Linked DNA regions of Mus musculus: regions 2, 3, 4, 5 and 6 are each linked to region 1. A link is a contact called in public HiChIP or PLAC-seq, capture Hi-C and promoter capture Hi-C data. All regions are on one chromosome and are shown on one strand. The core of a region is the stretch at or near the end of the contact, and the rest is flanking DNA. Distances in the headings are between cores, read along the strand shown. Region 1 holds the start of Cops9 (COP9 signalosome subunit 9). Region 2 holds the start of Mlph (melanophilin). Region 3 holds the start of Rab17 (RAB17, member RAS oncogene family). Region 4 holds the start of Scly (selenocysteine lyase). Region 5 holds the start of Erfe (erythroferrone). Region 6 holds the start of Dtymk (deoxythymidylate kinase).

Evidence for each region. Promoter capture Hi-C pulls out the DNA fragments that hold promoters and counts their contacts. HiChIP or PLAC-seq counts read pairs in DNA pulled down with a chosen protein or histone mark. Capture Hi-C pulls out chosen DNA fragments and counts their contacts.
Region 2: a promoter capture Hi-C map of liver shows a contact between it and region 1, with 4 times the contacts expected there. The contact joins the promoter of Mlph here to the promoter of Cops9 in region 1. A contact is called at or near these places in 5 of 39 promoter capture datasets (embryonic stem cells, hippocampal neurons, liver and 1 more).
Region 3: a contact with region 1 is called in a promoter capture Hi-C map of embryonic stem cells, with 4 times the contacts expected there. The contact joins the promoter of Rab17 here to the promoter of Cops9 in region 1. A contact is called at or near these places in 1 of 39 promoter capture datasets (embryonic stem cells) and 1 of 9 other capture datasets (liver).
Region 4: an HNF4G HiChIP or PLAC-seq map of pancreatic cancer cells shows a contact between it and region 1. The contact joins the promoter of Scly here to the promoter of Cops9 in region 1. A contact is called at or near these places in 5 of 39 promoter capture datasets (embryonic stem cells, liver, pre-B cells and 1 more) and 2 of 115 datasets of contacts at active chromatin or transcription factors (double positive thymocytes and pancreatic cancer cells).
Region 5: a capture Hi-C map of macrophages shows a contact between it and region 1, with 4 times the contacts expected there. The contact joins the promoter of Erfe here to the promoter of Cops9 in region 1. A contact is called at or near these places in 8 of 39 promoter capture datasets (embryonic stem cells, frontonasal cranial neural crest, hippocampal neurons and 4 more), 1 of 115 datasets of contacts at active chromatin or transcription factors (astrocytes) and 2 of 9 other capture datasets (liver and macrophages).
Region 6: a promoter capture Hi-C map of pre-B cells shows a contact between it and region 1, with 4 times the contacts expected there. The contact joins the promoter of Dtymk here to the promoter of Cops9 in region 1.

The regions. Positions count from the first base shown.
Region 1 is chr1:92,639,985-92,644,760 of GRCm38.p6, forward strand. It overlaps Cops9 (COP9 signalosome subunit 9), which reads right to left and starts at 2,001. Exons shown (of 3, transcript NM_001163425.1): 1 at 1,896-2,001. The coding sequence starts at 1,958. It overlaps Otos (otospiralin), which reads right to left. Exons shown (of 5, transcript NM_153114.2): 5 at 4,234-4,533. The coding sequence ends at 4,349.
Region 2 is chr1:90,912,607-90,917,382 of GRCm38.p6, forward strand. It overlaps Mlph (melanophilin), which reads left to right and starts at 2,494. Exons shown (of 16, transcript NM_053015.3): 1 at 2,494-2,647.
Region 3 is chr1:90,966,932-90,971,707 of GRCm38.p6, forward strand. It overlaps Rab17 (RAB17, member RAS oncogene family), which reads right to left and starts at 2,689. Exons shown (of 6, transcript NM_008998.4): 1 at 2,299-2,689.
Region 4 is chr1:91,295,950-91,300,725 of GRCm38.p6, forward strand. Scly (selenocysteine lyase) reads left to right here and starts at 2,389. Exons shown (of 12, transcript NM_016717.3): 1 at 2,389-2,499; 2 at 4,579-4,691. The coding sequence starts at 2,447. It also overlaps the pseudogene Gm7785.
Region 5 is chr1:91,363,612-91,368,387 of GRCm38.p6, forward strand. Erfe (erythroferrone) reads left to right here and starts at 2,819. Exons shown (of 8, transcript NM_173395.2): 1 at 2,819-3,037; 2 at 4,754-4,776. The coding sequence starts at 2,870.
Region 6 is chr1:93,799,578-93,804,353 of GRCm38.p6, forward strand. Dtymk (deoxythymidylate kinase) reads right to left here and starts at 2,357. Exons shown (of 5, transcript NM_001105667.1): 1 at 2,121-2,357; 2 at 1,225-1,333. The coding sequence starts at 2,250. It overlaps Ing5 (inhibitor of growth family, member 5), which reads left to right and starts at 4,388. Exons shown (of 8, transcript NM_025454.2): 1 at 4,388-4,462. The coding sequence starts at 4,426.

The DNA.
Region 1 (4,776 bases), core at 751-3,250:
ATGGCCTTGTGTGGTACTCTCTTGCCGGAGTCTTCAACCTCCTAGACAATGCCAGAGGCCACAGAAGTACATCAGCAAGCTGGATGTCTGCTCTAGAGCCCCCCTTCTTTCTGAGACCACAGCCCTTGGGAAGCTGCTCATTCCTGAACTGAGGTCTGGGGTGCTGCTGCTCTGGGGAGGATCCTCCAGGGCAGCCGCCATACCCAATCTCTCAAAGGCTTTGTGCCAGTTAGTCACCCAGAACAGTGGTAGCAGGGACCTGTGGGTGTGTCTCACAGTACAGCTGGCTTTGGCCTCCTCCTTCCTGGGCCCCATCACTCGAAGGCTGCTGGTTCAAGTTTCCCTGGAGTGTCAGGTACATGAGCATGTCCTGTACTCTCTTTTGAATCTTCCTTCTGCCTCTGCCTCTGTCTCTGCCTCTGCACACACCCCCGCCACCGCAGGAAGCCATACAGACTGCCTCTGAAGTCCTGGCTGAGCCCTCCTGCCTTCACTGCCTCAATCACAACTTCCTTAAGGCTTCCTTCTTCTTGTTTCCATTTCTCTACTATCTCTGTATAAACCGAAGCCCCAAACCCTCCAAAGGCACAACCCCCACAGGAAGTCAGGCTTCCTCACTGAGATGCCCTCAGATCACCTGCTGCAGGACTGAGGGGCTAAGGCTGAGAGCAATTGCCTCATCAGGGGAATCACAGAGCCCACTTCATTCTGCAGACGTCCTTATGCGGACCTGCTTGTTCATGCCCCTCGGTGTTCAATTATGCCCTGGCTGGTTTTGTGTGTCAGCCTGACACAAGCTAGAGTGTCATCAGAGAGGAAGGAGCTCAGTTGAGGAAATGTCTCCACAAGATCCAGCTGTAAGACGTTTTCTCAATTAGGGAGAGCCCAGCCCATAGTAGGTGGTGCCATCCCTGGGCTAGTGGTCCTGGGTTCTATAATAAAACAGGCTGAGCAAGCCTCAGTGAACAAGCCCGCCAGCAAGCAGCACCCCTCCATGGTCTCTGCATCAGCTCCTGCCTCCAGGTTCCTGTCCTGCCTTCCTCCAGTGATGACCTGGAAATGTAGGTCAAATAAATCCTTTCCTCCCCAACTTGCTTTTTTGGTTATGGTGTTTGTCACAGCAATAGAAACCATAAGACAAACAACAAGGCATCCCCTTCCTTTAGTGGACAAGGGAGCATCGCTCTGCTCCGCTACTATGGCTCTCGTCATCTATATCCCAAGGTCAACAGGGCACATCCTTCAATATTTGGATCAGGGCAAGCTCCTCTCTTAAGCCTCAACTGAGCCGACTAAAACCCCACGGATACGTCTGTAGGGCACCCTCACCCCACCCTACCCTTGCTTAGGATATGCAACCGGCCTCTTCGGGCCACAACTGACATCTCTCAGGTCCGGGGATACGTTCCCGCATCGCCCTACTCGCTGAGCTTTGAGGAGGAACAGGAAGCAGACATACAAGAGCTGGCTGACACTCCTGATCATAACCACCCATATCAGGGAGAGATCTGTGACCATGGTGGAAATCAAAAGCACAGGATCGCTCGAAAACTCTGTATGTGTCTACACGAAATAACCGAGTCCCAGCACCAAGCACGCAGTTACCACACACCATCCCTTACCCTTCTCTCAGAGCTTGGGGTCTTGAGGCCTGTCAGTGCGTAAGCCTCGCTCGGGCCTTCCCTCTCTGGAAGATTTATCAGGAGCCACAATCAACTGACAGCGAGCAAACCCTACTTCCTCGCTGCAGTTCACGTTAACAGTCGCGGGCCCTGCGACTGTCCCCGGCAGCTCCCGCTTCCCCAGCCTCTGAATCCCCAAAGGCCTGGGCTCCCGCGCAGGTTTGCAGGCGTGCTCCCACCCCCACGCATCGCTCCGCGCCGCCACCACCCCACCTCATCCAGGTCCACATAGGGCCCCGCGCCCTCGGGGAACATCTCATCCACTGCGGGTTTCATCTCGACAAGGCGGCGTTGCGCTCACTTCCGGCCAGCCCCTTCTACTTCCGGCGTTCTTCCGAGCACGTCTAGACCTCGGAGGACCGCGCCTCGGTGGCACTCGCTGGCCTGGCTGCAGGGCAGCTCTCTGGGAGCTAAAGAGGGCAGCGGATTAGATGACGGTCTAAGGACCAGCAACACCGCACAGCACGAGTTGTCAGCGGAGAAAGGAGACTCTCCATTTCCCAGCAGAGCTGCAGTTCAAAACCATCCGAATGGCTACTGTTTAGGATTCGCAGGCAGTAATGGATTGGCTAGAAGATGGGGGTATTGGATCCCCGGGTGCTGTTGGGGGTAACAGAAATCCAAAAGTAGTCCACGCTCAGTGATCACTCACAGGGTCACCTCGGCCAAAAGGAGGAAGCAACCCAGTGCACGCAGACAAGATGGGCTTTATCTACACGGTGAGATAGTGTGGAATCCTAAAACTAAGAAGGGATTCCTAAGCTATGGGCATGGAGGACCCTTAAGGATGTTGTTAAGTGAAACGTAAACAAACGCTGTGTACCACTCATAAGTGATCCCTAGAGCAGTCAGACTCATAAATGCAGCAGTGTTGGAGATGGTGGTTGCTCAGTGGACACAGTTTTAGATCTGCAAATCAAAAGTTCTAGAGGTGTGCGGTGGGGTTGGGGGGGAAGGTGTCCATTAAATGACTGGACTGTCCCCTGAGAGGTGGCCAGGGGGATACATGTTAGGGTGCTATATTATACCATGGTTTTTAAAGAATGAATGAAAGAAAAAAGATGGGGAAGGGACAGAGAGGTGTGGATCATTGTCAGAGAGGGCCTGAGATGCTCTGACAGACTAGAATACTCTAGTGAGTCTCCTGGATGTCCCCCTAGGATCCTCTGAGCACCTCCTGATAAAATCCAGGTTTAACAAGTATCCCTGTAGCAAGAAGCCTGAAATCCAGCTGATACCTGCCTGCTCTCCATGTCTGATAGGGCTCTTCACCCTCCACTATCCCCAGACGATGTCCTCTGGTCCTGACTTCAGCAAAGCGTCTGTGTTACCCCTGAGTTATTTCCCATCTACCCCCACCCTGCCCCTTGACTGTCAGTCCCTCTTGCTACTGTGGTTGCGCTGAGTCTCTCCAGCAGTTCAAGGCTTTTGCTCCTGTGCCTCTCCTGATGGTTTTGGATGTTTTCCCTTCCTCTGCGTTCAAAGAGTTGGAGAACTGTTGGTTGGTTGGGTGGGTGGGTGGGTTGGGTAGGATTGGGTTTTTGGTTTGGTTGGGTTTTCCTTTAACAACTTTGAGGTGTCAGGGGCTTGGTTGGGGTGCAGGCTGCTAGAGTGAAAATGGGGATCACAGGTAAGGACAGATCTAGGGAAACCTACTCAGCCAGGATATAATGGGAACTGAGCCTAGACAATCACTCCTACCCCTTAAGCCTGAGTGTACTGTGCCGGGTGTGTAAGAAATAACTGGAGAACCCCAGATGCCAGGTCAATGCCATTCTGAGATACCCACATGAAGGTCAAACTAAGGACACAGAGGCAAGCAGGCAGCCAAGGGGAGCCTCCTGTTAGTTTCTCTTCCTGCTGGTGTGCGGGGCATTTGCCGGTGTGTTCTTGGCTTGCATGTCTTGTGTATGTCAGGGAGGCCTCTTCCTGCTGGTGTGCGGGGCATTTGCCGCTGTGTTCTTGGCTTGCATGTCTTGTGTATGTCAGGGAGGCTCATCACCTGTAACACAGGCTGCCCCAGTGTTATGCCACATGCCTTCATATCCTAACGTAACCAGAGGACTGCCCAGGGAGACTCCCCTTCCCCCAACAGCCTCAGCCTGGAGTCTTCTCCTCAGATATTATAAGTGTGGGCTATGGCTCTCCCTCACAGACAGGGCTCTGGCTACTTGATTCTTGCTACTCCCAGGAACATGCTGAGTACCGAGTGTGGGTGCCAGGCCCCAATGTGACTGCAGTTCACCCGGCAGTCGAGGGAAGGCTGTCTGGCTTGCCTAACTAGGCATGTGGACTTAACAAGTGAAGCTGTCCTGGTGTCTTTCTTTCAGCTTCCTTATCTGGGGCCACCATACCCCACCCCTAGGTCATTGTGAAGATAGAATGACAAAGTGACAGCTAAGACTGAAAGGCCTGATGGACAGTGATTGATGGATAGAAATGATGTATGTCTTAATTAAAGGCATGCCCCATGCTCATCAGAATGAAGCCCAGCTAATTCACAGTGCGGCAGTATACATCGGCTCCTTGAAAGAAACCCACAGGGGCAGTGTGCAGCTTCAGAGAGAGTTTATTGCTCATGTGCTCCACTCCCCCCACCCCCCGTGTCTCTGAACTACCTTCAGCCCCGGGCAGTGCAGCCAGGGAGGCAGAAGACTAGACACTGCTCAATCCTCCTGGTAGGGAACATGGAAGCCTAGGGTGCTCCCCAGAGGAAAGTGTGCAAAGAAGGTTCTGGCCATGTCCTCGATCTGTGGGTAGGCGCCCTGGGTCTGGAAATATTGCACGTAGTTCCAGAAGTCAGAGGTGGAGAAAGGCCAGTAGGGCATAGCTGGTGGCTGTGTGTGGGGATCTGAAAGACAAGACACAGGTAGTCTCGGTGCCTGTCTCATTATCCCCGCTAGAAGAGCATCTTCTATACAGCCAGACCAAGTGGATGGTGCTTCCAGTGTCTGACACCAGGAGGACACCTTCCCAGCCAGGAGTAGAGTCTGAGTCACTCTGAATGCACCTCTTACCCGTTAGAGTACCTGCTCCCATGGAAAGAGAAGAAAAGGGAGACAGGACAAAACAAAGTGGGGCTTTGTCCTTGTCT
Region 2 (4,776 bases), core at 1,244-3,743, 1.7 Mb before region 1:
GGGGCAGTAAAAGTCACTGTCTTACAGGAATAAGGTGGAGAGTGATGGAAAAGAGTCCATATGTCTTCTTCTGGCCTCCTCATGCACACTCACATACACATACATGTATATATCACAGAAGCACAATACAAGTGTGTATACACACATACATGTACATGGGGGGATGACTGCTAGATGTAACTGAAGCTGGAGCCCATCCTCTGGAATGTCCATGAGGATGTCATGGAGACAGGCAGTCTACCAAAGGCAAAAGGTCCTGACACGCAGCGTCATTTCGCTGATTGAAATCTGAACTTCAGGAGGGCCATCCTGGTTCAGTACATACTGTCACCTGACCACCCATACATCCTTCACAAGTGGCTGAGGGGAACGAGGAGTCCTTTGTGTCACACCAGTGACTTCTTATCACTTCAAGATTGCTTCATCAGTTTTAAAATTGCTTCTACATTGCATGTACTCTTTGACTCAAATTGAAATTCCGAACTTCATTTTTATTCTAGGGATCATGCTCTGAGTGTGGAAGGATGGCTGCAATCATGTCTGCACCATCTGAGGCACACTAAATACACAGTGTTGATATTCCTTTCTACAGTAAGATTTGTAGCAGAATTATCTTTCGAAAAGAACCTGCCCACCAGTAAACATCAAGCAACCGTGCAGTACATAGCCTACATCATCAGACAGGATGAAACGGATTTCTGCTGGCCTTAGTGAGTGTTTGCCAGGAGCTCATGTGGCGGTGTGCTGTGAATATTGAGTCCAAAGCAACTTGCTGTGTCGAGTTTATTACTAACACCAGGTGCCGGACAGCAGTGAGGCTGTGGGGGGCGGCCTGTTCAGGGTGAGGCTGCCAGAAAGTCATGCTTCTCCTAAGAATCCCAAGTCACACAGCTGCTGCTTAATCACACACACACAACCACATACTCAGTCATATGCACACACACACACATAATCACATACACAGTCATATGCACACACAGAGAGACTCACACACTCAGTCATGCACACATACACAGAGAATCACATAGTTATATGCACACACAGAGAGAGTCACATACTCAGTCATATGCACACACACACACACACACACACATAATCACATACACAGTCATATGCACACACACACACACACACACAATCACATACACAGTCATATGCACACACAGAGAGACTCACACACTCAGTCATGCACACATACACAGAGAATCACATAGTTATATGCACACACAGAGAGAGTCACATACTCAGTCATATGCACACACACACACACACACACACACATAATCACATACACAGTCATATGCACACACACACACACACACACAATCACATACACAGTCATATGCACACACAGAGAGACTCACACACTCAGTCATGCACACATACACAGAGAATCACATAGTCATATGCACACACAGAGAGAGTCACATACTCAGTCATATGCACACACACAATCACATATTCAGTCACACACACACACACACACACACACACACACACACACACACGCGCGCACGCGCGCGCGCGCACACACACACATCTGCAGATGACCCAAAGCATGTCTTCTAAGGTTCCCTTTCCTCTCCTGCTGACAGGGAATAAATGCTACTATCACATCTGTCCACCCTGGAGCTAGTTATTGTTTACGGCCCTGTCTCTATGTTGCAGATGCCAGCACTGAGTTGTAAAAGTTGTCCTCAAAGAGTAGAGGCCTCTCTCTGTAGCTCAGGCTGGCCTGGCTGGAACTCAATACTAAAACAGGTTGGTCTGAAACTTTCAGCAATCCTCCTGCTTCAGCCTCCCAAGTGTTGGGATTTTGGGTGTGAACTAGCACACACTTGGCTAAGTGAATTTTTGTTTGGTTGGTTTTTTAATATAGCCATAGGGAAGGGGTCAGGGTGCTCTTATGCTGCGGCATGGGGGGAGGTTATGTTCTTTCAACATCCAGGGCAGATCTCTGGGTGGAGCTTCTCAGACCACAGACCTACTGGACTGTTTTCAATAGTCAAGGCCTTGGCCGGACTGGGGGGGGGGGGCCGCTTGTGAGTCCATCTGAGGGCCTGGGGGACAGCGACTCCAGCTGGAAACCTGGGCTCACAGTCTCACTAAGAAGTTGGTGACTTTGGGTAGGGCGCTTTTCCTCAGTTTCCCTGTCTGTGAAGCTAAGTAAAGAGTTAAAATGGATATTTGCGGAGGTGCCGTGTTCTCAGAGGATGCGGTTTGCCAGCAGATCCCTCCTATGGGGGACCAGAACCCAGTGGTGGAAATGAGCGCACAACTCCAACGCGTGTTCTGCTCTCAACCGGCTTGGGGACAAGGTGCCTCTGTCCTCCATACCCACTTCAGCGCCTCCCAGGAGGGCCACTGGAGTCCGCTCTGCTCTTGGCCTGTCCAGGCACCCTGGGGTGCACGTCGATCCCGGAGCTGGGCGGGTCAGGAGTAGCCCACGTGATCTGAGCCGCAAGTTGGGCAGGACCGGCGCCACAGCTGCCTGGATCCCCGCACACAGCTCTGTCTAGCTCAGTGCACCCTGACACTGGCCTCGCTCGGTGCCTGGGGTTTCTCTCTCAGGAGCTAAGAGAAAGGAGCAGAGGCCAGGACCCACCGAGCCAGAGCTACAGGCTGGGCATTCCCAGGAGAGAGGCTGGTGAGTGCACCAAGGACCTGGGGCTTGCAGAACTCCCAGAAGAGGGAATCTGGCTCAGGGAGGGTGCAGCGACACCTTACTTCTGAACTCTGGGCTTCTTCTGGATGCCTTAAACACAATGGGCGAAATCCTTGGGGAGCCCATTTGGGGCTAAACAGTTGGTTTTAATTAAAAGCTTCCTTTGAGCTAAAAGCTGGTGCCTTCGGGAGACTTGGACCGGAGCCCAGGGTGAGAGGCTATTTGTACAGAAACTTCCTCTTGGCTGCCCTCTTGGCTTCCTCTTGGCTGTCTTCTGGGAGCAAGAAGAAAGCAGATAGGTGCATGAAGGAGGCACCTGCCCTCCTCCGGACTTAGTGGAATCATGTTGTTGTTGTTGTTGTTGTTGTTGTTGTTGTTGTTGTTGGACCATAGGTCCTCTAGGCCCTCCTTCTTATTATGAAGATGTGAGAGGAAATGTGTTAACACCTCGAGTGTCACCCCACTGTGTCCAAGCCTGGGAGAGAGCTGAGTCTCACAGATGCAGGAAGATTTCACAGAGCACACACCTATGTCCTACTGACCTGAACTAAAAACACAGTTCTTTGCTTTCATCGGAAATGAGTTGGTGCTGTTGTCTGTTCTGTTTCTATGCCACAAGGATTGCTCTTGTTTCCTTCTGAGGGCTTTGAGTAATAACCAGGGTACAAGACTCCCCTAGATACCCAGGGCACAAGTCTCAGGAAAAGGGATGGGCTAAAGACCAGGGGTAGCTGGGCATTGAAGTTGGTGAACCCCTGAGCCTGATGGCTCCCTGGCCCAGATGTGTGTCATTTAACACACACCCATCTCCCAACTGATTACAAGGCCTTAGTAAGACACAGCAACAGCTTTCCTGGCCACGAGCATCACCCCTCCGGGCCCAGGTCTCCAAGGTGTCACTTCTTAGAGCATCACCAGGCAAGGTGGGGAGGTGAGTTCTTCCATCTCACCCAGCATCAGTGCCCCATCTCCAAAGTGGGTACCAGGGCAGGTGCCTCACAGGACTTGGAACCTGGTCCAGGCACAAGCATGAGAAGCTGGTGGGTCATCCTGATGCATTAGTGACTCTGAAAAGCTGCTGAGAACTAGAGGAGGAGGGAGGTTGGAGAGGGACACTGGGGGAGGGGGAGGTCAAGGAGGGGGAACTGGGAGAGGGGGGAGGTAAGGAAAGGGTAAAGAGGACACCAGAGCCTGTAGGCTAATGATACCGTTCCCTTCCTTCAGTATGGATGCAGGACGGCCATGTGTGCTGGCCATGCAGTCAAAGCACCTTTTAGGGCTCACTGTCTTGTTCTTTTCAAAAGCGACTTCTGAAAGAAGACACACACATCCCTAACATGTATGCACCCTGTACCCTACCACCATGGTGCCTCTTAAGTCTAAGATCCCAGCATCATACTGGGCTAGAGATGACCAGAGACCTTTGTAGATAAAGGCCAGCTTATCTGCTTCTAGTGCCACCTGTCCCAGAACCTGGCACATCAGTGACTGTGAGCAAACAAACTGAGGGACAACTCAGCATATGCCAGCTGACAGTGGCAGGATCACCCATGGGCCCCAACCTCTCACAGTAGACAGTGAGATCTTGAGAGCAGGAGGGACCTGAAGCACCCAAGCTGCCTATGCCTGAATTGGTTTGGAAGCCCAGCTGCAGGCTCTGTAGCTGCACCTGGTTCAGTTCTTGTCACAGCCTAGAGTAGAAGCCTTGCATGTAGGTCAGAACCGATGACCAGAGCCAATGAGAATGAAGAGATCAAGCTAGAAGCGATACCAGGCAGTCTGGCTTGCAGGAACCTTTCCAGAGCTCCATGGTAGCACCTGGCACATCTGTCGGGGAAGGGGATGCTTCTGAGTGGCAGTGTGTCCATCCTTCTTCTGGAGTCTGGAGGCCCCAGTACCCCTGTGGTGTAAACCCTATCTACATACACATAACCACACCCAGAAGCTCTGGAGTCAGCTCCAAAGGAGTCATAGCTGACACCTCTGTTTACACCTTTATCAGCAGGACTTGCCTAGCCCAATCAGGGGGTAATGATGCCAAGCTAGCTGGCATCGATGAGTTGTTCCCCAGTATGTTTGCTCACCATCACAGATGCGCTGGGTTCCGGGTC
Region 3 (4,776 bases), core at 1,439-3,938, 1.7 Mb before region 1:
AGGCAGATGGGTGATATGCAGAAACTTGATGGACGAATGCATAGGTGCAGAGATGGAGGTGAGTGGATGAGTGTGTAAGGATGAGTGTGTAAATCAATAGGTGGATAATAGGTAGATGAGTGGATGGATGGATTAATCAGTTGACTGAAGGGTGGACAGGCAGGAAGAACACTTTATCCAGCATCTGTGTTTTTGAAATATCTGATGAGAGAGAGAGAGAGAGCCTCCAGGAATGGTATGTGCAGCCTCCTCCCAGAAACTCCACCCTTTGAGCCTAAGGGCATGGCCAGAGTTCAGAATCCTGACTAGGGACCAGGAGGGACACTCCCAAGGGCCATCCATCAACTCCACGGCAAACAGGTCACATCTTTTCCTCAGTGAAGCTCTAGCCCTGTGCCCTACCACCAGAGTCATTGCTGCTCTCCTCCGCAGTAGCCTGCCTGGTGCCACCTCTGCCACCCTAGCCCCTCCATCATCCAACAGCAGAGAGTACAGGTCCCACCCTCGCAGAGCCTCACTCCCTGTCTCCCTTGATTGGACCAACCTTGACTTTTGATGGCCTGTAAATACGTATACCTGTGTTATCAGCAGCTCAGCTTTCTCACTGGGTCATCACGACCACCCTGAAGCTGGATTGCCTTTGGTGAGCTTGCCGTAGTCACTGAAGCCAGCGAGGGAACAGCAGGTGCTCACTATCTCCTGAATGAACCCGGAAGCGGCTCCACAGATTCTAACTGGATCTATGTGTCTTCTGCCCCTGGGGCTCCCATGCCAGTCACACCCTGACGCATGTTGGAAACGTGCCTGGTGTGCTTTCAGAAAGGGAGGCAGGGCTGTTGGCAGGCACTGAAGGACCTTCACGGGTCACCCTGGGGCCAACCCATACATGGCACAAACAAAGCTGTCAAGAGTGCAGCTGCCAGGGCCCTCCAGAGAAGAACAGAGTGGGTAAGTTCTCTGAGCCCACCTGCTCCCAAACAAAGATATCTGCCAAAGCTGAGCAGGAAGTCTGAGGGCCTGGGCATCATCACCAAAGGCCCAGCAGCTTTCCAAGGCAAAGACGTGAAATTCGGGGCTGAAACATGATGGGTTTTTATGCTTGTTAGGACCCCGGGAGGCACCAGCTCGGCCCAGCACTGATGGTGGCAGGATATGCCTCAGGGGTGGTACAGGGGAACTCTGCCTTTGCACCTCCAAAACAACACCAATAGTTGTTGTAAGCCTATAATCCCAGCACTTGGGATGCTTAAGCAGGGGGCTGCCACAAGTTTCAAGCCTTTCTGGGCTACAGAGTAAGACCCTATCTCTAATAACAACAAAACAGCAGCAACAATAACAACAACAATACCTCAGCTTTGATGTAATCTCACACTCTGCCCTAATGGTCATAGCATCAAACACAGTGTCCACGTGCCTGCGTCAGATTTCTACAATTATCTCGCTTTGATAGTTCATTCCCCTATCACTGAATTTTTTTCCTGCTATTAATTATTTTTCTCTGTAATAGATAAGACCACGGCAGATGTGCTCGTGTTGCTTTCTGAGTGACTGTGTGTTGCAAGTTTCCAATAGCAGCCAGGCAGAAGCCTCGACTTGGAGGGAAAGTTGGAGATGTGGTACCTGCCCCCTCTTCTAGAATTTGGATCTTTCTGAAGGCAGTGGTTGCAATTGGGAGTCTCTTCCCATCCTGACTGGGTCCTTCTTCAGCAGTCACAAGCCTGCCTCTCTTCCACCTAAGAAAACACATTCAGGGAAGGAGGAAACCCCAGGAAGCTGCACCCCTTCCTCTTCACCCAGATCCTCCAAGCTGTCCATTCCAGACACCGAACTTCAGAACAACATGGCATTTGACAGCAAGCTGCAGAAGAGAGTTTTTGGAAGAGTCTGCCAAGCTCTCTGCTATTGCTGGAGCCTCTGCAGCCATCTGAAAAGGCTTCCTTACAAGGCACCCACTCACTCACACTCGCCTTTTATGTTCAAAACCCTTAACTGGAACTTTCTGCAAGGAAAATTCAATGTGACCCAAACAAGAACACTATAGGTGCTGAACAAACTCAAGGCGTCTACTGTTTCAGATTCGCCTCTGATTCAGGTCCTGAGAACACAGGGACACACATCTGTATGCACACACACTCACAGCAGACACACACACACACACACATGCTCACAGCACACACACACATACACACACACACACATACACACACACTCACACATGCTCACAGCACACACACACACACACACACACACACACACACACACACACACGCAGCACAACACAATCTAAAAAGGACTCACCTGTTCACTTTAGAAGAGTGCTACAGACCACCATCCCACAGGGCCGCAGGCACCCCTCTCTTCCCCTGGCTGTGCTTCCCCTGGGTGCTGTATGACTCGTCAGGGTCCTGCCAGGGGCGGGGTGGGCAGAGCAGTGCACACTGACTACCAGCAGCCGAGCAAATGAAGTGAGCAGGCCCCCTGCTCCCACCAAGGCCCCAGCCGGCAGGACTCTTCCTGTAAACTCCGGTGCAAAGTCCCCACATGATCATGTGATCAGCTGGGTCAGAGTAAGCTAGAAGTCACACTTGGTGGCTCTCTGCCTCCTCACCGAGCTGCAGCCCTGAATTTCAGCCCTTTCCAGGTCTCACCTGTACCAGAAAGCATCACAGACTTAGAGAACAGCTCTTCTGTTACAGGAGCGAGCGAGCTCACTTCTTAATTTATGTAAACATCTCCAGTTTGAGGCCGCATGCCAGATGGGCAGGGCCGGGGCCAGAGCCTGGGATGGGTGTGCCTTGGAGCAGGTAATTGCCTGGGCAGGGCTGGAGGATCCCCAGAAGGAGAAACTCTAGGCTGAAGAAAGATGGAAATCAGTTCTCCTGTGCTCAGCCACAAGTCCCAGGCAATCGCGTGTTCTCTCTGTGCTCACAACTCACCTGGATTACCAGCTTGTGTTCCCAATGGGGAACTCAGCACCGTTTAAGTGGGGGAGGGGGCAGCTGTCGTGGATTCCCAAGAGGCTTTCCAATGCACCCTGAAGAACCTGTTTCTCTGCAGAGGCCACTGGCCTTCTTCTTGTCACCCTGTCCTCCAGGACGCACACCCTGTCCACACGTCTGGGTGCCCCCACAGCCTTGAAGACCAAGAACCTCATTCTGTTTCTGAACAGGACCCTGATTCCCTGTGCCTAGATTGGCATCCAAGGTGTGGCACCCAGCACCGCTTCTATCCTCCTTGTAGTGGGTAGAGATGTGTGGGCGTGGCCTTTTCGGTTTACACTGGAAATGGTACTGGTACAAAGGTCTCCGGAGTTCAAGGGGACACTGAGATGGGTTGTTGCGGGGGGGGGGGGTTATCAAAGGGGTTTATAAAGAGTTATTAACCCCATGGACAGACAGACAACAGCTCGGGAGCTGTAAGGAGAGGTCAAGTCTCAGAGCTGCAGGGTAACAGGTAGCTCAGTTCGACTGTTGAACATCAGACTGTTGAAACAGCGAGCCCAAAGGAGTGGGCATTCTCCTAGCAATCTTGTACTGGGGAGTACACTGCCTGGGAAGAGATTGCATGCATTTCTAACAGCTTGTCGGACTACCTTACAATGAGACTGAAGTTCTCATGTTGTTATAATGACGGATCCGTGGTGGGCGGGACCACACGTTGTCTGAGACTGATCAGAATAGAGGTGCTTATCCTTGGCCCTCTATTTAAACTCTAATCTCGATTCAGTACCCTGAAGACAGACTTGTGGGTGGCTGGACCTGCCCTTGCAACACATGCACAAGGAGCAATGGAAAGAGCTTTATATGTGCCGAATGTATTAAGTCAACTTACATAAAAACAGTAACAAACGCTGAATCCCACTGAAAGAGTGAGACTCTAGAAGCCGTTTGGTCTGTGAGGCTGGCTGCCTCACCAGTGAGATACAATCCCACTGTAACTGTCTCCCTCTAGAGGGGCAAACAACCCAGTATTTGCTCAGTTCATGAGGCTGGGGACCTCTGCAGTCTCAGGGGAATTGGGGGGTGTTGCAAAACTAGTTGGTTTCTGGAGAACTGTTGGTGTCTAGTCCACATCAGAAGGCTGGAAACACTGGTTCTGACATCAGTGGAGGAATAGCTGCAAGGAGAGGAATCAACTCAGAGGCAAGAGGGAGTTGAGCAAAAGGCCAAAAATCTTCCTACTGCTGTGCCCTTTATATATGGGCTGTGCAGAGGGTGCTGCCCTTGACGGGGGCAGGTCTTCCCACATAGATAAGGCAATCAGGACAGTTCTTCTGAGCTTACACGATGTTCGCAGAACCTTCAGTTCCCCGGGATAGAAGCACTGAGACTCCCCCATTTCTATTGGCTGCTCAGAGTTCTTGGGGTAACAGATCTCTTCATAGGCCCCTCTCACATGACACCCTACGTTCTCAAAGTCAGAAGAGGCCCTCTCTGACCTCTAGAGCCTCTCTTAGAGGGTTTGTCTGGTTGAGACAGGACTAACAAGCACAATCCTCTTTTTGTTCAACTCAGGGTCAGCTGACAAGGGCTCCAGTGACTTTAACAATACATCTTCATCTTTTTCCTGTAACATGACCTCCCCTGAAGACTGGAGCCCTGAGCAGGAAGAGGTGTATGCACCAAATTCCCTTCCCAGGATTCTGCTACCTAGAGTCCGGGTTCCCCCATTACCACTGGGCTTGTGTCTAGGAGTATACTGGTGTTCCGGATGATTTCAAGCAACCGGATCCTCTCCCAGGGTGGACCAGGATAAGCCAGAATCCAGACATTTGAG
Region 4 (4,776 bases), core at 1,139-3,638, 1.3 Mb before region 1:
GATTGGGTGGGTTTCAGAGTGAATGTGACACTTTAAAACACACGTTCAGGCTCGCCCTCTCCTCTGCGTCCTCGGCCACTGCGAAAGAAGGGAACATGCCAAAGAAAAAGACCGGTGTGAGGAAGAAGGCAGAGAACCGCCGAGAACTCGAGAAACAACTGCGAGCATCAAGAAGTACTGTCGACCTAGCCAAACACCCATGCAATGCTTCAATGGAATGCGACAAATGTCAGAGGCGGCAGAAGAATAGAGCATTTTGCTATTGTTGTAATTCTGTTCAGAAGTTACCAATTTGTGCACAGTGTGGGAAAACAAAGTGTATGATGAAGTCTTCAGACTGTGTTATCAAGCATGCTGGTGTGTACAGTACTGGCCTTGTTATGGTGGGTGCAATATGTGACTTCTGCGAAGCTTGGGTTTGCCATGGGAGGAAGTGTCTTAGCACCCATGCCTGTGCCTGAATGTGAGCAAGGGGTATGGGACCATGGAGGAAGAATATTCAGCTGTTCGTTTTGCCATAATTTTCTCTGTGAAGATGACCAGTTTGAGCATCAAGCCAGCTGCCAAGTTTTAGAAGCAGAAACATTTAAATGTGTTTCCTGCAGTCAACTTGGCCAGCATTCATGTCTCCGCTGTAAGGCTTGTTTCTGTGATGAACATACAAGGAGCAAAGTGTTTAAGCAAGAAAAAGGAAAACAACCTCCTTGCCCTAAATGTGGGCATGAAACACAGGAGACAAAGGATCTTAACATGTCAACACGCTCCTTGAAATTTGGCAGGCAGACTGGAGGAGAAGAAGGGTATGATGCGTCGGACAAGTATGGAGATACTGGATACCATGATGAGGAGGAGGAGGATGAAGCAGAGGATGAAGAGGAAGAAGATGGGAAGGACTCAAATGCTGAGTCATCAGATCTGTTCAGTAACTTGAATTTAGGAAGGACCTATGCCAGTGGCTACGCTCACTACGAGGAGCAGGAGAGCTAGGAGCTGCCCCTTGTTGGCACTTGTGGGAAGAGCAGGCTGAATCTGAGGATGCTCAGACGGACCCTCCCTTGCCTTGTCCAAAAGGCCAGTCACACTGGGCTCGGGAGGTTCTAGCAGTTTATAGGGATGCTATGTGAACTTGCAGTGTATGTAAAGTGAGTTAGATGTATGACAGATGGAGCATCATGGATTGGGTTATTACTGAGTTCAATAATCGGGTGGGTTTTGCCAGCTAGAAACATAATAAAATACACGATAAAGGAATAGAAAGCAAATATATTTATTTGAAATTAAATTACCGTCTTTATTAAAGGCACTGCTTATAAATTCATGTCTCTGATTTTACAAAGTGTAATGGGTAAAATTACCATATTCTTTTTCTTATTTCAATCCATACAATGAGAGTCATGTTCAGTTTTTCACTGACTTCATGCTGGGTAATGTTCACTCTGCATTAGCGGTTGCCATGTTCACCGTTTTCTTACAATGTCTATCCAGTGCTTGTTACTGTCTCACTGACAGACAGAAGTCTAGCTGTTTTCATCCACATAATGGCAGGCAGGACTAGTGTTGCTGATGCTTCACCCAGAGAATCTCATTTTACAATAAAGTTAGCATTATACTTGAAAAATAAAAAATAAAACACACGTTCAGAACTCACTTTGTAGACCAGGCTGGCCTCGAACTCACAGAGATTGGCCAGCTTATGCCTCTGGAGGGCTGGGATGAAAGGCCAGTACTACTACTGTCCTGCTTCACGCCTTTCAATTGTTTAAAAAAAGATTTTTATGTGTATGAGTCTGTTTATGCGTCTGTCTGCACTTACATACGAGCACCATGTGCATGCCTAGTGACTATAACCTTCCATAATTTTAACAGCCCTGCTTAGCTCACCTCTGATCTAGATCGCCTCAAAAGTATCAACACATAACTTCCTAATTTCAGGCAATTAAATCATTCGCGAAGGCGGATGTGGGGTATCCTATGTCCAGCGAGCACTAGCCGCCAACCCTTCCAGGCGCTCAGTCTTGGCTGCTGCGGTGCCTCTCATTGCACCGCGCATCCTAACACTTTTACTTCCATGAACTTTGCGGCGACCGGTGAAGTCACTGGTCCTTCTGTCACTAGTGACAGCCCAGGGAGGTGGGCTCCCAGAGCACGGTGCCAGTAGCTGGAGCACCCAGATGACTCGCCATGAGCGGCGCGCGCTTTGCCGATGACCGGTTAGATAGGACCGGCAGCGCGGTGGCCCTACTAAGGTAGTCTCCAGCTCCGTCCCACTGCCACCTGACCCCACATGACCAATCAACCAGTCAGGGGCGGAGGCAGGGCCCGTGCGGCTCACAGATTGGCCAAAGCGCGAAGCGCAGCCAATGCGGATACTCCGGGACCCGAGGCTCCGCCCATTCAGAGACTTCGGGGCGCTCAGGCTTGGGGTGACCTGCCGGCGATCAGGGGGATGGACGCGGCGCGAAATGGCGCGCTGGGCAGTGTGGAGAGCCTACCCGACAGGTGCGCTCCCTTCAAGGAGCCCGCAGGGCCTAGGGACACCTGGGGGACCTCAGTGAGTGTATGGTGAGGCGGGAGGAAGGGACACGCAGAAGCGTCCGGCCACAGGAACCGGGAGAGAACAGGCTACCGCCCAAGCTGAGGGCAGAAGGGGGCCCACGGGTGACAACTGTGCCGAGTGTGGCCACATCATCCTCCCGCGTTTCGGGCTTCTTCCCAGGGAATGGGCTCTTCCTGGAGGTTGGAACTGGCAGCCGAATCGCGATTATCTGCGTTTTACAAGAATCGCCGCTGCTTAGAGTCTAGGATGGCGTGGCTGTGGGACGGGGGGGAACGGGGGGGGGGGACGGGACTTTGGGGCCCATTTGACCACCCGAAGGTTTAAAGTGGGCTTTGGGGCGGGAACCCTAGGAGCACCAGGACAGTGGGGGAGACCTGCCTTCTCTTGCTGTCCACTGGGCTGTGGGACCTCCTCCCCTGGCGCGCAAGGAACCGGAGGTCCTGGCTCAGCCTTCTCCCACCCAGGAATGTGTTATACCAGAAGCCCCCTCTCCATCCCCATCTCATTTTTTTCTTCTTTCTCTTTTCTCTTTTACCCCCGGTCCCTCCTCCACCTCAGCCCCATAAGGCCTCGATATGTAGTCCAGGCTACTCCTGCCTTCTCCGATATGGTGGAACTTGCCTATAATCCCAACACTGAGGACAGGAGGATTGTGATTTGGAGGCCAGCTTGGATCACACAGTGAGAACCTGTCTCATAAAGGCCTAAGCCTGGTGGCTTGAGCCTATACCAGACGTTTATTAAGCAGTTTCACTTTCTCTAGGAAGCCCGCTAATAACAGAGTCAATCGCTGATAAAATGCAAACCATAAACCAGTTCGGCCAAGCTATAGATGGGAAAACCAGTCACTTGGCAGGCCTATGGGTGTGCAGCACTTTGGGGGCTCTTTATTTCTAGGAAGGAACAGACTTGGGACACAGGCAAAGCCTGCGGCAATGGGAATTCCAGCCCCAGGGTGGTCAGGTAGGTCCACATTACAAAGCCCAGCCTTGCAAGATCAGGTGACTGCGTGGCACTTAAAGCAAAGATAGGAGATGAAAGCTTCTTCCTGCCTGTTCTGCCGTGCTCCCCTGGACATAGTTGGGCAGTGTGTGCTGGCTCACCACTGCATCGGCTTGAACACTGGTTTGATGTAAAACCAAGTGAAATAATGACTGTTTTCAGGCCCGATTGCCTACCATAGAGATTTCCGAAGGTCTGGGACCCTGGTGAGAACACAAGCAGATAACTCTCCTTAGGGAGGGTCTCTGGGGCTTTGAACTCTGTGTCCTGTGGATGAAGTTCCTACATAGGAAGACAAAGCCTGCTTGTTCCTGGAGCTGCTCATCACTTGCTCCCTAGAGAGGACACTAAGCATGTGACTCTTGGGTCAGATGATGAATGGGTCCACAGCGGAAGACAGGGAGGGAGGGAGGGAAGGAAGAGGGCCAGGCTGCGTGCGGCCTACAGTTTCCAATCGAACCCTGGAGCCTCATCCAAACAGATCTGCTGAAGCACAGACTTTAAAAAGTTTAGGTAGAGTGGGGGTGGGGCAAGAAAAACTGAAAATGCAAGTTGCCCCAGGGAGAGACCTGCCCAGTAAAAGCCAGGGAGGGGACAGCCATAGCCCTGGGAAGCCTCCAGCAAAGATGAGTACAAAGCTCCTTCCTAGAGGCAGTTCCTGGAGGACTGGAAGGGGCAGATGGCTCCAAGTTGTTGGGAAATTACCCAGGGGAATGTGGGACTCCCCAGCCATTGGCAGATCCTTCCTCCCTCCCTTCCTGGAGTTGGGCCGCATCTCTGGCCTCCAGCCATCAGTCAGCCTCATGCTAGGGGAGATTATGGCCATCTTGTATGGGGCAGCTACTGGGTGACTGGAAACCATGGTGTCTCCCATCAGGAGGGAGAACATGGAGAGCTGAGGTCTAATAGCCTACCTGGGCCTTCACTCTAGATGCAGAAGACCCTCACTGTGGTCCCCCAAAAGAGTATTGCTGCTATACTCTGCCTCCCCAAACTTTACAGGCTATTCTCTCTTCCAGGAAGGTCTATATGGACTATAATGCCACCACACCTCTAGAGCCCGAAGTCATCCAGGCTGTGACAGAGGCCATGAAGGAAGCCTGGGGAAACCCCAGCAGCTCCTATGTGTCAGGTAATCTAGAAGAATCCATGACAATAAAGGGAACCAGAAGCCTCTTAGAGAAAGTGTATACTAACCTGACTTGGTGGCATGTGCC
Region 5 (4,776 bases), core at 1,569-4,068, 1.3 Mb before region 1:
TAGCTACAGTGTCTGGGGGTGTGTGTGTGGAAATGTCCCTAACTCTACTGTCCCCATCTCCTGTTAGCAGCCTGACAACCACCCTCTGACCAAAGCAATCAGAACATAGAGAGGGAAGACAAAACACTGGCAGAGTATTCTAAAGCCACCGTGGGGCCACAAAGTGAGCAGGAAGAGGGACAGCCACCAGCATAACACACAGAGACTGGAGCACACCAGACACTCAAGAGATCCTCCTGTCATGCAGGGGATGGCCACAAGGCACCCCAAGAATCATATCCCAGAATCCCTAGGAAAACAAGGACTCGGACATCTGAAGCTAGTGAGGACTTCTAGTTAGAATATAGAGTGCTCCACAGCACATAAAGCCTACAGGAGCATCCAGATCCCTCAGGAGAGCCCCCAGACCCTCCAGGAGCACTCAGAGCCTGAGGGAGCACTTAGATCCCTCAGATCCCTCCGACCCCTCAGGAGAGCACTCAGATCCTACGGGAGCACCCAGAGCCTTCAGGAGCACTTAGAGTCTGAGAGTACTTGAGCCCCCATGTCTCAGTGTTCTAATGCTGTGAAGAGACACCAGGACCAAATCAATATTTTTTAATGATTTACTTACTTATTTAATGTATATGAGTATACTGTAGCTGTCTTCAAACACACCAGAAGAAGGCATCAGATCCCCTTACAGATGGTTGTGAGCCACCATGTGGTTGCTGAGAATGGAACTCAGGAGAGAACAGCCAGTCCTCATAACTGCTGAGCCATCTCTCCAGCCACAACCAAGGCAATTCTTACAGAAAAAGGCACTTAATTGGGGGATTGCTTCTGGTTTAAGAGGTGCTGGGGCTTATCTGAGCTACATCCTGAGCTGCAGGCCAGAAAGACTGGGCCCAGCATGGGCTTTGAAACCTCAAGTCCACCCTACAAGGCAGCACCTCCTAATCCTTCTAATCCTTTCAAACAGTTCTATTCCCGATGACTAAGCATTCTAATATATGGGCCTATGGCAGCCATTGTTACTTAGACCACCACACCCTAGGAGCACTCAGAGCCCATAGGAGCACTCAAGGCCTACAGAGCTGCTGACTGCAAGACATGGTACCTGGGCCTGGATATGCCTTGGTTTGGGGACTCCTTGATTCTCCCAAGGTCTATCCCTCATTTTCCTCCTTTGTATGTTAGGGACAGTCACGTGATCCGAGTACTGATGGTCCATCCACGTTCAAGGCATACATAGCTAACGACACCACTGCTAGCTGCAGGTACTCTTGAGGCCGCACAGCCAGTCAGCCTCAGGCAGGCTCCCACTGTCTTTGAGTAAAGGGAAGATTTCATGCCCATGACCTCATCAGCCTACAGCCTTCCTTTGAAGAAAGAGGGACACGGAGAAAGCTTGGCTCATTGAACTGCCGGGAAGCTGGGTCAAGGCCATGACATGAGGTCCCAGGAATGAGGATTAGATTTCTGCCATGCAAGAAGGCACAGGGAGGTCACTCGCTGCTCTCCTGCCGGGCCCGACTCACTCAGAATGTTCACTCAGACCCAGGCACCACCACACTCAAGGGTCCCACTTCTGAATCAGAGATGCCACTCCTTTGAGGCTGTGGACCCTATGCTTAGCGCCCTGTGAGCTTTGCCATGCACTCCTGTCCTCCTGAGGACCTTGCTTTCAAACAGGACCCTGCAAACATGCGGGAACCTTTCCTGAATGGCTAGAGCTCTGGGGCTATGCGCCTGAACTGGACCGCGTCATTACCTTGAGCTAGGGTCCAGGAAGCCATGCCAGTACCAGAACTATTTGGATCTGGGCCCTCTGGAAGAACCCATGACATCACTAGGACAGTCCGTTGTTTGGGAAAATAACTACTTTCACATGGCAACAGATCTGGTTGTCAGCGCTCCAGCTGGGGCCCTCACTGTGAACAGAGCAGGGTCACTTGATATCTTAGGGTCATGCTTCCCAAATCAAGTCCCTTCTTTGGACTCCCTCTTCTAGCCTTTAAGGGCACCTGGACGCACACAATTTAAGATTAAAACAAATCAAGCAAGCAAGCAAACAAAGGAAAAAACAAAAAACAAAACAAAACAAAACAAAACAAAAAAAGAAACAAAGAAACCCAGGTGTGCTGCTTTATCTACAGCCAATGTAATGACAGCAGCTCAAGGCAGCTAGGCCTGCCTCTCTGGAGGAGAACCACCCAGAAAAGGCCTCCTCGCAGTTCATCCTTTAGGATTTGCCACATCTGTCCTGGTTGAATGCTCCGTGGTGGGCAGTGGGCAGCAGTCTGAGCTCCATCTGCCTGGCTTAGGACATCAGAGGGATCCGACCTTTCAGCCAGACTGGGTCAGTTCTCTGTAGCTGCTAGTAGCAGACTCCGTAGCTGGAGCCTGAGAGGTGCCAGCTGTGCAGATACATCCGGGGTGGGGAAGAGCAGGGAAACCTTAAAAGTGCTCCAGGTTCCCCAGCTTGAAAAGGAGGAGCCATAAGGGCTGCCATATTCTCAGGTACTCAACTTGTCATTAAGGCCTGGAACCATGAGAAAAGAAGAGACCCGGGGCGGGGGGAGGTCCTAAGAAGACGTGCAGAATGGTGCAGTGGGTGTCCTTAGAGAAAGGGGGGGGTGTCTTAGAAAGCCTCGGGTGCAGGGCTAGGAGAAGAGAAGCTAACCCTGGGCTACAGGCAGCAAAGTGGAGGCGTGCACGGACCGGATCGGGCGCCCGCCTCCTCAGGGTCCCCTGTGCCTGCAGAGCGTGCCCTAGCCGCGAGGGGGCGACGGCAGCGAGGGCGGCGCGCGCGAGGCGGGGGATTCAAGCGCGTTATAAGGCGCCGACCTGACCAGCCGTGCTCTTTACTGCCGCCGCCGCCGCCAGCATGGCCTCGACCCGCCGCCCCGTCGGAGCTCGCACGCTGCTCGCCTGCGCCAGCCTACTCGCCGCCATGGGCCTCGGTGTCCCTGAGTCCGCGGAGCCCGTGGGGACTCATGCACGCCCGCAGCCGCCCGGGGCCGAGCTGCCCGCCCCGCCAGCCAACAGCCCGCCGGTAAGACGCAGCCGCGCCCCACATCTTCCTGTCCCGGGGGGCCCTAAGACGGTGGGGAAGGTGGCACCCCTTGCTGCGCAGTGTCCAACACTGGGGATACGTCGCTCTCAGGGGCTCTGTGAGACCCAGGGTTGGGTGGATGCGTCCTCTGTACCGTGGCTTTGGCGGCAGAACTCCACTAGGCCAGTAGGAGAGATTGGGAAAGGTGTGAAATGCAGTTAACTTGCTCCTCGTGAAACTGGAAGACTGGTGAGAGAGCGGGGCTCCCAGATCTAGTTCCTTTTTGTTAGGTGACTGCGTCTGGGAAAGGAGTGATGTAACCAGGCTCTGCCTGCGATCCCTCCCAAGATCTCCACCTGAACTGCTGGGGTGGAGACGCAGGCTGGGGAGGGTGTGGCTAGAGGCCTGGGGAGGGTGGATTGGTAGCCTTCATTGGAGCTGGTCAGTCCTGTTGGTGAGAGTTCAGGGAAGAATTTCAGGGTCTAGTTGATCGCTCATGCTGTGGGCCAGGCACAAGGAAACCCCAGGCCAGCGCGCTCTTCAGTTCTCAGCACCCCAGGGGCCAACAAAACATCCACTAAGACAGCTGGAGATGGTTACAATACCTCCCTCTGCAAGGCATCCCTGGGTCCTTCCACCATCCCATTTCTGCCTCCTTTGGTGGGAGTAAACATGTCCTTGTTGTCTGAAGCCTCCCCCTGACCCCCAGCCATCAGCCTTCAAAACTTTCATGAGGTCCAGACATAGTCACCAGGAAGTGGGGAGTAGGCTGGACCTTCCCAGTGGAATGTTGGCCTTGAACCCTCTTTGGGAGGGGCAAGGTGTCACCAGTTCCCTGATAGCTGGAACCCAGCTCCCACTCCAACTCCTGGGGCCCCTGACCAACATGGCTCCATGTATTTTCGGTGCTGCCCTCAAGTTGACAGTGGTGCGAGTCTGTACACAGGCCACCGGTCCCCTGGAAGGGTCAGTACACCTGTTCTGACCTATAATGGAAGCACTGCACTGTGAGTGTCCACTGAGGGCATCAGACAGCAAGAAGCATAGAAGCCTCCATCATCCTGACACAGCAGCCTGGCCTGTGACCCACAAGACCCCGGTTTGGGTAGTTTTGAGATCCTGGGTCTTTCTGTCAGACACTGGAGTCTGTGCCCTTGACTTCTTCTAAGGCCTCTTGAATGGTTCATTCCTTTCCTAGCTGGTAGCCCTACATGGAACCCAGACCATTAGAGGCCTATTAACTGTCCTATTTGCCAAAGGCCTCTGCCAGGAAACAAGGCCACTCTCAGAGCTTGAATCCTTGGGCCAGTGTTTTAGAAAGCTGAGAAAAGTAAAGGCCTAGCTAGAGTCATGACATCCGGCTCCTCTGCCCCACTGCTCCCCATGCCCTGTGACCACAGTGGCCCTGAGGCTGGTCTCCCTGACACTTCTGACTGTGGGGAGGGACAAAATGACCTGTTGTCACCCAGTATTCATATATTCATAGTCACCTCCTAAGCAACTGTGGGTTCCAGTGACTGTCAAAGGACGGTGACACTCAAGGAAAAGCAAGAAGATACATCCCAGAGCACCTGCTTTGGAGCCCCACTCCTACCTTCCTGCAGCCTGGGCTCCCTCCTCCATGGGCTGGGGATGGGTCGGACACTACCTCTGAAAACACAAGTGACAAGGGCAAGATGCTACCAAGCAAACCTACTGTGGCCATCTGTGTTCCAGGAACCCACCATTGCGCATGCACA
Region 6 (4,776 bases), core at 1,107-3,606, 1.2 Mb after region 1:
GGCTACACTGAGAAACTTCATCTAGGAAAAAAAGAGAAGAAAATGAAAATAGCTAGCACTTAAAAGGCTGAGAAGGAAGGGTTATCGTTACTTAGAGGACACTCTGAGCTACAGAGGGGACCAAGTATCTTAAAAACAAAGACAAAAAACAAAAGGCTGGGGGCTGGAGATGTGGCTCTATGGATAAACTGTTTGCCATATAACAGGAAGACTGGGGTTTGGATTTCTAGTACCCCAGAACCCAGATATAAGCCAGCAGGAAGAAAGACATTTAGGGAGACAGACAGGACCCAGAAGCACAAAGGCCAGTGTATCCCAAAATTATCTCAGCTAGGCATGAGGCCAGCCTGGTCTATAAGGCAAGTTCCAGGATAGTCAGGGCTGTTATGTAGGGAAACCTAGTATCAAAAAAAAAACAAAACCAAAAACCAAACCAAACCAAAAAAAAAAAAAAAAAACTTTTAATAAAACAAAACAAGCCGGGTGTGGTGGTGCACGCCTTTAATCCCAGGCAGAGGCAGGCAGATTTCTGAGTTCAAAGTCAGCCTGGTCTACAAAGTGAGTTCTAGGACAGCCAGGGCTATACAGAGAAACCCTGTCTCGAAAAAACAAAAACAAACAAAACAAAACAAACCTTGCCTCAGCAGTTAAAAGCACTTACTGCTCTTGCCAAGGACCCAGGTTTGGTTCCCAGAACTCACATGACAGCTTACAACTCTCAGTAACTCTAGTTACAGGAGTTGTCTTCCTTGGGCAGCAGGTATGCATGAGGTGCACATACAGGTAGCCATTTATATTACACAAAAACGAATACATATTTTTTATGAGGCCAGCCTGGTCTATAAGGCAAGTTCCAGGATAGTCAGGACTGTTATGTAGGGAAACCTAGTATCAAAAAAACAAAACCAAAAACCAAATCAAAAAAAAAACCTTTTAATAAAACAAAACAAGCCGGATGTGGTTAAATACGATGGTCAAATACGACGATGTTTTATCTCAAATACGGCGATTTTTTATCTCAAATACGACGATTTTTTATCTCAAATACGTCGATTTTTTTATCTCAAATACGGCGTCGAATGGTAGGGTAGAGGAAACCTCCCAAGCTGGCCTCTGGTCTCGACGTGCGGGTGTTTGCACACATGCCACACACAGGTGCTCGCACCCTTGCCACACACAAAAGTGTGCATGTTACAACCGGGGAGCAACGACGCAGGTCTTTACACTTGTTCCCAGCGGTTTGCAGAGAAGAGCAGGTGCACGGAGTGATCCTCTAGTTCCGTTTTCTTTTCCAAGTAGGAATTCAGAAGCTTGCCGATTTCCGTTGATCTTTCTAGAAAGACAAAGATACACTCGACTGAAGTCAGACTCTTCACCTGAAGTCTACAGGGGTTTGCACTTAAGTTCTCTCCTTGCACCTACACCTAACTTTCAACCTCCAGACAGCTTTGGACCATCTCTGAAGCCAAAGAAGTCTCCCCGAGAAAAGGAAGTAATGTACGTGCAAGTCTTGATTTCAAAAGTACTTGTAAGACTTTTGACTGGTTGGTTTGAAAATTAAAATATCCTGCAAAGTGGTTGTTCCAATTCCCAACCTACTTAATTTGTAGGATCAGGGGTTGGTGTCCAGTGTACAGGGCGCAAGGCCAAAAGTCAACCTTATGTTCCCTTTTCAGTACTTTTCCACCTTGTGTTTTCAGAGAGGAGCTTCTACCTGAAGCTCAGTTTTGGCTGAACTGGCTGGCTCACAAGTCCCAGGAACGAGTCCGTCTCACCTCTCCAGCGGTTGGATAAGCAACCGTACTAGGTTTTTTTTTTTTTTAACCTGGGAAACTAAACCCAGGCTCTCATTTCAGCCTGTATTTTATTAACTAAGCCATCTCCACCAGCCGGGCCCTCCCAAATCAATGACCAATGAAGAAAATGTCTTCCAGGCTTGTCTGCTGGCCAATCTGGTGGGGCCAGTTTTCTCAATTGAGGTAGCTTGAGTCAAACTGACATAGACTAGCCAGCACACGCATGCACAATAATAAATAAATAGATGTTCTAAAAGCTTTTAAAGATACTAAGACTACAACCCAAAGAGAGAGTGAGGGAATTCTCCAGGCCCACCCGCGCACCGGGGAAACGCAGCAGCTCCGCTCTGTGGCCCGAGGCGCACAGCGCGGTCACCAGCTTGAGGCCCTGCGTGGTCTTGCCAGCACGGTCCACACCCTCCAGCACGATGAGCGCTCCCCGACGCGACGCCATCGCCCGCACAGCACCGGTCAACTTGCCAGGTTCCCGCCAATGTTAGATGCAGCAGAAGCCCGGCGTGCACGGAAGCCCTGCCCTCTTCCGGTTGGAAAACGAATTCTGTGGCCTGCGGGGAACAGCTTCCGGACGTGACGTAATCTAGGCCCGGGAGTCTGCAGTTTAGCGAGCGCCAACTCGCGGAACTTCCGTTCGCCGCTCCCGAAGAGCACCAATCTTAAGGACTGTGGTTGCGCAGGCTCTGGTCACGTGGAAGTTCGAGACCTGTAACGGAATCAAATTTTTATGCCCCTAAGCGCGCTACTGAAGGGTTCTAAAAGTTTCTTATCACACACACACCTGCGCGCGTACAGGAGCCATGTGATGATCAGGCTCTGAAAGGAGTTAAGGATAGGAACATCGACCCCCAAGATGTACTTTCTGCAGCATTTTCGAACCGCTCAGGAATTTTCCTTGTCGTTTTAGTGTAAGTTGGTGGAAGGAAATGGGTTTATTTGCAGCGTGGGCAGAATTGAAACCACCCCCCCCCCTTTTAAATTCCTTTCCCCCTAGCAGTGTTTTTACAGACAAAATAAAGTCAGGGAAAATACATGAGCAGGAGGCGGGCAAATCTCTGTGAGTCTGAGGCCACTTACATAGTTTCAGGCCAGCCAGGGATACATTGTGAGACCCAGGCTCAAAAACCCAAACAACAGTACTCTAGAGGAAGAGAAAAAAGGATCCGCAGTCAAAGGCTGGGCTGGGTTATGTTTTGCCTAATGAACAAAGATTCCATACCCAGCACAGAATAAATTGGATATAGTGAGTGACATAGCCTATAAACCCAACATTTGGGAGGTAGATCAAGGTTTATGCAAACATTTGAACTAACACCCAAAGAAGTGACACAGATGCCAGACACATATGTAAAAATGTGCAACACAAACATATTGTTAGGAATCATGAATTAAGATAATTTCACCTCTTCGAGAATAGCCCAAATCTACAATTCTAACCCTTCATCATGCTGGTGAGGACGTGGAGCGAAGGAGACTGTCAGTGCAGAGGAGAAGGCAAAAACGGTGTGGAAGATAGCTTGGCTGTTTCTCAAGAAAGCACTCTACTTTTAACATGAAGTCAATATTTACCCAAATGGGTTGGAAACTATGTCTGCACACAAATGATTGTATCAGCTCTAGCCACATTTGCCTAAATATGGAAGCAGCTAAGATGTCCTCCAACACGCAAACTGATAAACTGGTAATTACACAGTGAAATAATTTTGAAGTAAAAAGTGAATTATCAGTTACTTACTAGGACATGGAGGAACCTGAACTGTATAATGATAAATGCAGCCAGTCTGAAAAGACTGTGTACTGTAAAATGCAACTACATGGCATGTTAGCAAAGCAATACTACAGAGACTCTAAAACGTTTATTGGTTACAAGTATGCGTGTGTGTGTGTGCGCGCGCTATTGTAATAGACCAAAAGAATTAAAGGCAGTGAAAAATATTCTTCAGGATGCTATAAGGGGGATACTTAATACTTCTCAGAAATATTAGAGCCCACCAAGAGTGGACTCTGGTAAACCCTGGATTTTAGTTATATTGTTTCATTAACTGTAACAGAGTTGCCGTAGGAATGTAAAATGTATTTTTGCAGGCATCGAGGGGTGCGTGGCTTCTTCACGAAGTGCGAGTCAAAGCAACCGAGGTCCAGCGTGGGCACGCCCCCCTCGGGACCAGACAGCCACAAAGAGCATGGAAGTTAACCGATGCCTGTGAGGGGGTCTCCTTCCGGGAGGCCCCGTCAGCCAGGAGAAACCACAGGCAGCGGGTGTCTGAACAACGCGGGAAGAGCGGCAGGTGTCGGCTGGCAGGTTTGGCGCCAGCACACGTGCAAGCGGAGTCCCCTGCCAGGGCTTGGAATCCGGCTGGGCCAGAGACAGAGCTTCCACATTGCAAACTGCGAACCGAGCACATCGCCCATCCGCGTTCCCTCAGGGCAAGCCCCACAGCGCCGCCTGGCGACCACAGCCGGCCGGAAGCCTAGGGGTGGCCCCTGAGTTGCCCCGCCCACTTTCCGGCCAATCGGAGCACGCGGCTCATGAATAGTGAGCGCGCGGCGCCGCCCCGCCCCGAGTCCGCGGCACCGCCCGCTCGCGCAGACCCCGAGCGTGGCCGAGGCGAAGATGGCGACTGCCATGTACTTGGAGCACTATCTGGACAGTAAGCACTCTGGCCGAGCCGCCGCCCGCGCGGGTTCGCGCCGCCGCCGCCGCCCCCGGCCCACCGCGATCCGTGCGAGGCTCCGGGATGCGGAGGAGGATGGGGACTGATCATGGGGACTGTGGGGGCTCACGGCGGGTCTGGGGCGGGGCCGCAGATGGAGGGCGTGGGGCGCGGCGCGGGGTCCCGCCGCCTCCGCCGCGCCAATTCCAGGTGCGTCACGGAGGGGTGTGGCCTGGGGCTCAGCCCGCCTTCTCCGCTTCGGCCACACCCCCGACGCTGACCACGCCTCTGTTCCCGCCTCTCTACTTCGG